Regions from separate parts of the Pan troglodytes genome. Here region 1 is linked to region 2. A link is a contact called in public Hi-C data. All regions are on one chromosome and are shown on one strand. The core of a region is the stretch at or near the end of the contact, and the rest is flanking DNA. Distances in the headings are between cores, read along the strand shown. Region 1 overlaps FOXK1 (forkhead box K1). Region 2 holds the start of FOXK1 (forkhead box K1).

Region 1 (3,639 bases), core at 431-2,930, 100 kb after region 2:
TGACCCTCTGGGATGACGATGATGGTGAATCCTAAGTGACCGAAAGCCTGGTGTGTGCCCGCCTGGCCCTGTGCTGAGCAGTGCACATGCAGTATTTTATGCAGTCCATACAGCTTTGAGAATGTTCCAGAAGTAGATAGTGGTGATGGTTATTCAATTTTGTGAATATCCTAAAAGTCACTTTAAAGAGTGAACTGGCCCGGCGCGGTGGCTCACACCGGTAATGCCAGCACTGTGGGAGGCCAAGGCGGGTGGATCACTTGAAGCCAGGAGTTTGAGATCAGCCTGGGCAACATGGTGAAACCCCGTCTCTACTAAAAATACAAAAATCAGCCAGGCATGGTGCCACATGTCTGTAATCCCAGCTACTCGGGAGGCTGAGGCAGGAGACTGGCTTGAACCCAGGAGGTGAAGGTTGCAGTGAGCTGAGATCACGCGACTGCACTCCAGCCTGGGCGATAGAGCGAGACTCCATTTCTAAGTAAATAAATAAATGGTGAATTGTATGTTATGGGAATTGCATCTGAAGAAAGCAGTTGAGCACAGTATATGTACTTAAGTCTTCACCTAGTACCACCTTAAAGGCGCTGTAGAAATGGTGGCCAAGACCAGCTCACGTGCTAGTGGAAGCTCACACCAGAAGATGCTGGTCCTGCTGCTTTTGGGGTGGGTAGCAAAGGCCTCAGGTCCAGAGAGAAGCAGGCCAGGCAGCGATCCGGGGCTCCTGAGGAAGGGCTAGGCCAGCGCCCCCGCCTTAGCCTGGCAGTGGGTTATAAATCAGCAGGTTGTAATCCAGCTAAACAGAAGCTTTTTTTTTTTTTTTTTTTTTTTTTTTTTTTTTTTGAGACGGAGTCTTGCTCTGTCGCCCAGGCTGGAGTGCAGTGGCGTAATCTCGGCTCAGTGCAACCTCCACCTCCCTGGTTCAAGCAATTCCCCTGTCTCAGCCTTGAGAGTAGGTGGGAATACAGGCACATGCCACCACGCCCAGCTAATTTTTGTGTATTTTTAGTAGAGATGGGGTTTCACTGTATTGAAAGAAAAATGTTTTGGTTTGCTCCGGGAGGGGGCTTAAAAAAATAAAACTATTTCCCAGTGTTAATCCAAATTTGCATAGTAAAGTCGCTTTTATTACAAGAGAGGTCGTGGTTTGCGAAGGACTTAAGTGATACCTGTGTTTTAAATTACGGCAGGGAAAATACTGTTTATTTTTATTTTATCTTAGCTTCAGGGGGTACACGTGCATATTTGTGACATGGGTATATTACATACTGGTGGGGATTGCGCTTCTGGGGTTCCCGTTACCTAAAGGGTGAACCGCGTACCCCGTAGGTCATCTTTCACCCCTCGCCCTCTCCCGCCTCCCTTCCTGCTTAGGAGTCCCAGTTTCTCATTGTTTCGATCTTCCTGTTCCCGGGTACTCACTGTTCAGCCACTGCTTGTAAGCAAGAGCAGGCGCTGTGAGGTATTGTTTCTGAGTTAGTTCACTTGGGACAAGGGCCTCCAGCTCCATCGCGTTGCTGCCCAGGTCAAGATTTCATTCTTTTTTATAGCTGGGAGTAAAGAAATTGTGTACTGAGCACCTGAAGCTCTTGCAGCTGGAGCTGTTCTGGGAAGCTGGGTGGCGGCCTCCTGTGACTGCGAGTCCCCGTCAGGGGGTGCGAGCAGCTCCCTGGGCCTGCACCCGCCCTGCTCTTGCTGCGGGAGCCAGGAAGGTGGGGGGCCACCCCTTTCCCCTCCTTCCGCCCAGTCCTGTTCTTTGAAACCGCCCTGTGCAAAGACCGGATTCTTGTTAGGGAGAATTCTGCGCGGAGAAAGCAGTAAGTTAGGGACTGGCTGTCTGGCTTTTTGGCCTTCCATTGTTACAATAAAAGCCTCTCTGTTTACATCCGTTTATCTTAGCACCGTGGAATTCAATTGAGTGTTTAGAAACCTCAGAGGCCCTTGAGGTTTTCCCTGCCAAGATACTTTTCAGTTTGAGTTTCTGCTGTAGGGTGGAGCCGGTGTGTTTACAAACACTCCCTGCCCTTCCCTGCCACCTCCCCACTCTCCTCCTCTCTGGCTGCGCTCCCTAACAGATCGGGAGGTGGGAGCGGGGCCAGGCCAGAAGAGCTGGCTGCCTGCAAGGCTGTCCCCTCCCGGTGCCGCCCCGCCTCCGCGGTGCCTGCCTTCCTAATTTGGTGTGCATTCGCCTCGCCAGTCCTCATTGGCCGTGGAGTGGCTGGCTCGGTGTAGGCCGGGCTCGCCCAGGGCCCCTCATTCCCAGGAGTCGGGAGTGGCTTGGGAGCGGCTTTTTCCTGGGGGAGCCTCCCTGATCAGCTGCCCCTGCCCCCGCCCGCCGCCCCACCCTCCTGCCTTCCTTTCCGTTTCTCGCAGGCCCTCGCTCCTTTTCCCAGGGTGGGTGGGTATGGGTGTGGGTGTGTGGTTGTGTGTGTGTGTGTGTGTGTGTGTGTGTGTGTGTGTTTCTGATTTATTTTTTTCTGCCCTGAAGTACTCCACCCAGAAAATGAATGAACTCTCTTTGAAATAAATTCTGCTATCTTTAGCAGAAGTTTGACCTTTTCTTTCCTTTTTGCAAAGAAGGGTTTTTACAGGCCAGGCGCGCGGTGGCTTAGGCCTGTAATCCCAGCACTTTGGGAGGCTGAGGCAGGCGGATCACCTGAGATCAGGAGTTCGAGACCAGCCTGGTCAACACTGTGAAACCCCATCTCTACTAAAAATACAAAAATTAGCCAGGTGTGTAATCCAAGCTACTCGGGAGGCTGAGGCAGGAGAATTGCTTGAACCTAGGAGGCAGAGGTTGCAGTGAACCAAGGTTGCACCACTCCAGACTGGGCGGCAGAGCGAGACTCCATCTCAAAAAAAAAAAAAAAGTGTTTTTAGGAAGGAATTAAAGTATTTAATGAAAGAATTAAAGTAGTTAATCATTTTCTAGGTTCCATCAGACAGACACCAGTCTAAAAAGTGTTCCTTAGAGGTAGAGTTTTAAGAAAACTGCTGAAATTCAGTGAAAGGACATTGCACAGAGAGTGACTGTTTTTGCTCATGAGGGCAAGACTTCAGGAGCTGTTTCTCTTAAGGCTTTTCCTGATTTCTCCAACGTGGAGATCAAAAATGAAAGTAACTCGTACAATTCGGCGAAGGTCAGCCGTATGTAAATATACAGTAAAAATGCAGCAACTGACTTCAAAATCTTTCCCTTTTAATCATGATTTTTAAACAGTTCTGTCTTATTGCTAGATAACATTCAGTCCTAACTTGGTTTATGTTGTTTTGTAAAGTTAGAGGTCTTTTGAGTTTGGAGGTTATTGGATCTACGTTAGAAATACTCTTTTTCTGACAACTTTGGTTCCTTCCTGCAGGGTGATTCATCTCTTTCAAAGTTTCTGGTTGGCTGGGCGTGGTGACGCACTTTGGGAAGCTGAGGCAGGAGGATTGCTTGAGGCCAGGAGTTCCAGACAAGCCTGGGCAATATAGTGAGACCCCATCTCTAAAAAAAAAAAAATTTTGTTAATTAGCCAGGTGCAGTGGCTCATGTCTTTAGACCCAGCTACTCGGGAGGCTGAGGCAGGAGGATCGCTTGAGCCCAGCAGTTGGAGGCTGTGGCGAGCTATCATGTCACCACTGCACTCCAACCTGGGC
Region 2 (3,692 bases), core at 982-3,481:
GACCATTCTACTTTCTGTACCTATGAATCTGATGGCTCTAGGAACCCCATATAAGCAGAATCATGCGTGGTCTGTCCTTCTGTGTCTGGCTTATTTCACTCAGCACCATGTCCTCAAGGTTCATCCATGTTGAAATGGGTGTCAGAATCTCCTTCCTTTTTAAAATTGTGATCACGCCTGTAATCCCAGCACTTTGGGAGGCCAAAGCAGGTGGATCACCTGAAGTCAGGAGTTCAAGACCAGCCTGGCCAAGATGGTGAAACCCCGTCTCTACTAAAAATACAAAAATTAGCCTCGCGTGGCCTGTAATCCAGCTCCTTGGGACGCTGAGACATGGGAATCGCTTGAACCCAGGGGGCAGAGGTTGCAGTGAGCTGAGATCAGGCCATTGCACTTCAGCCTGGGCAACACAGCAAAACTCTGTCTCAAAAAATAATAATAATAAAATAAAGTTGTGATAAAATATACAAAACATTAGGGTAGTGGGGGGGACTGGGAAAAGGGGATGGTTGCTGGGTACAAAAATATAGTTAGATACATAAGTAAGATCTAGAATTTTCTAGCACAGCAGGGTGACCACAGTCAGCACTAATTTGCTGTACATTTTAGAATAACCAAGAGAGTGCAATTGGAATGTTCATCACACAGAAATGATGAATGCTGGGGGTGATGGAAACCCCATTTACCCTAATGTGATTATAATACAAAGATCTCATGTGTCCCATAAATCTATACACCTACTATGTACCCATAAAAATTAACAATTAAAAATTTTTAAATTAAAAATATAGGTCAGGCAAGGTGGCTCACATCTGTAATCCCAAAACTTTGGGAGGCTAAGGTGAGAAGATCGCTTAAGCCCAGGTGTTCAAGACCAGCCTGGGCAACATAGCAAGACCTAATCTCTGCCAAAAATAGAAACAAACATAGCCAGGCATGGTGGCTTACGCCTATAATCCCAGCACTTTGGGAGGCCGAGGCAGGCGGATCACCTGAGGTTAGAAGTTCGAGATTAGCCTGGCCAACATGGTGAAACCCCGTCTCTACTAAAAATACAAAAAAATTAGCTGGGCGTGTTAGTGCACGCCTGTAATCCTAGCTCCTCAGGAGGCTGAGGCAGGAGAATCGCTTGAACCCATGAGGCAGAGGCTGCAGTCAGCCGAGATCGCACCACTGCACTCCAGCCTGGGCGACAAAGCAAGACTGCGTCTCAAAAAAGAAAAAAAAAATTAGCTGGGTGTGGTGATGCCTGCCTGTGGTCTCAGCTATTTGGGAGGCTGAGGTAGGACGAACGCCTGAGTCCGGGAGGTGGAGACTGCAGTGAGCTGTAACGCCACCATTGCACTCCAGCCTGGGCAACAGAACAAGACCCTGTCTGAAAAATAAAAATTTAAAATTAGAGATATATAGATATACACAACATAAACTGCACTCCACCCCTTTTAAGGCTAAATCGTACTGCATGGTATGCTCCCTCCCTAGGACTGATGTGTCTCGAGGGGGCCTCTTAGCTGCTGGGTGCAGCTGCCCAAGGGGGCACTGCGGGGCCCGATGCCGCCGTCCATCCAGGTCACCACTGCACCTCCACGACCACCCACAGGGGCCCCACTTTGCAGGCGAGAGCCCCGGGCTCAGAGGCCAGTGGCCGGCCTGCGCAAGGACACGCAGCAGGTGAACCCTCCGCAAGGCGAGGAGCAGGGCTGGGACGGGCCGGGGGCGCCTCTCCGCCCCCCTCCCCTGCCCGGCCGCAGAGCCCGGCCCCGCCCCGGGCCCTGCTCGCGGCCCGCCCTGTGCCGCCACTGCGCAAGCGCAGGAGGAGCAGCGCGGCGCAGCCTTAAGGCGCATGCGCGGGCGGCGCAGAATTGCGGAAGACTCCGTTCCCCTGGCGTGAATCCGCCGATCCGGGCTTTGGGGCCCGCCGGGAGCTCTGTTTATAAACACACCGCGCGGCTGCCGGCGAGGGGTAACCCTAAGGGGAGTGGGGTCAGAGGTCAGCGGGCGCGGGGTCGCCGGCCGTGAGACCGGCCCCGCAACCCTCGGGGACTCCTGGCTGCGCAGCGTGGCCAGCCGGACCGCCCTACCGCGGACCGGGGCTGCCGGGGCGCCACGTGGTGCGCACGTGGTCCGGCCCCGGCGCGGCAGCTCCCCTCCCCCACCGCGCGAGCCTGGCCGCGGCGCCCGCTGGCGGCGCGGCGTTGCATATTGCGCGTGCGCACGACTCGTCTCGAGGCGCCTTCCGGTGGCGCGGCGGGGTCGGTTGCCTCCTCGCGACGGCTGCGCCGGGATATTCCGGGGCGGTGGGGTCGCCTGCCCAATGTCGGGTGCGCGAGTGACGGGTGGAAGCCGGATTAGTGCGCGTTCTTCAAGGCTCCAAAGGGAGGAGGGAGCCTCCGAGAGTCCACGTGGGGCCGGTGGGATTCGCAGGGTCCGTTTTCTAAACATTGGGTGTCCTCGAACCTGGGGGCGCGGGCTGTGTCCGCCTCCAGCAGGGATGACCATGCCTGGGTCAGTGGCTGCGTAAATAAATAAACGAATGGGGGAGGAAATTGATAAAATATTAAGAGTGTTGTTTCAGATTTTTTACTATGTCACCTCTTACAGATTTATGAGAGTTTGTTGTTGTTTTTTGGAGAAGAGGGGTCTCCCTATGTTACCCAGGCTGGTCTCAAACTCCTGGGCTCAATCCATCCGTCCGCCTCAGCCTCCTGAAGTGCTGGGATTACAGGCGTGAGCCATGATGCCCGGCCTGTTGATGAGATTCTACGTGAAATATATTGGGCGTTACCTAAGCACTCAGTCAGTGGTAGTTCTTATAGTTCTTGCTTAAAAACAGAAAGAAATGTCATACCCTATTCTAAAAGGATTTGAGAAAGGTTTGCAAAGACTAAAAAGCAAGTGGCAGGGAAAAATAAAAACATAACGCAAACTTCCTCCTGACTTTTTCTGCCATTTTATAGCAAAGGCTCAGAATTGCATTGCCATTGTCGGTTGTTTCGGTAAAATTAGTGTTCCTCAAGTTATCTACTCCAGGGACATTTTTTTTTTCTTGAGACAGTGTCTTACTCTGTTGCCCAGGCTCGAGTGCAGTGGCACAACCATGGCTCACTGCAGTCTCAGCCTCCGGGGCTCAAGTGATTCTCCTGCTTCAGTCTCCCGAGTAGCCGGGATTATAGGCGCGAGCCTCCATGCCCAGCTAATTTTTGTATTAATGTATTTGATAGGAGACAGGGTTTTGCCATGTTACCCAGGCTGGTTTCGAACTCCTGGCTTCAAGTAATCCTCCCACCTTAGCCTCCCAAAGTGCTGAGATTACAGGCGTGAGTCACCACACCCAGCTCAGCAATATCCTTTATTATTTTATTTTTTATTTTTGTAGAAACGAGTCTCACTGTATTGCGCAGGCTGGTTTCAAACGCCTGGCCTCAAGCAATCCTCCCACCTCAGCCTCCCAAAGGGCTCGGATTACAGGTCTGAGCCACCGCTGCCAGCGCATCTTGAATACAGTCATGCATCGCTTGGGAAAGGGGATACCTTCTGAGAAATACATTGTTAGGCAATTTCATCCTTGTGTGAACATCATAGTGTGTAATTCCACAAACCTGGATGGTACAGCCTGTTGCTCTTAAGCTACAAACCTTTAACAGCATGTTAATGTGCTGAATAATATGAGCAATTGTAACACAATGGTAAGT

The links. A called contact is a pair of places that touch in the nucleus more often than the background predicts.
Region 1: a Hi-C map of stem cell-derived neural progenitor cells shows a contact between it and region 2, with 3 times the contacts expected there. The contact joins the enhancer-like site here to the promoter of FOXK1 in region 2. A contact is called at or near these places in 1 of 7 Hi-C or Micro-C datasets (stem cell-derived neural progenitor cells) and 1 of 1 other capture datasets (stem cell-derived neural stem cells).

Annotation. Positions count from the first base shown.
Region 1 is chr6:10,670,616-10,674,254 of NHGRI_mPanTro3-v2.0_pri, forward strand. The region is part of intron 4 of FOXK1 (forkhead box K1); the gene reads left to right. Among named protein-coding and RNA genes, the nearest start is that of AP5Z1, 30 kb to the right of the region's middle. Within about 2 kb of position 1,681, at least 16 of the 24 cell types and tissues checked have an H3K27ac peak or open chromatin away from gene starts, as enhancers often do. A contact at or near this core is called in stem cell-derived neural progenitor cells and stem cell-derived neural stem cells, where this site is marked.
Region 2 is chr6:10,567,315-10,571,006 of NHGRI_mPanTro3-v2.0_pri, forward strand. FOXK1 (forkhead box K1) reads left to right here and starts at 2,232. Exons shown (of 11, transcript XM_063815212.1): 1 at 2,232-2,505. The coding sequence starts at 2,315.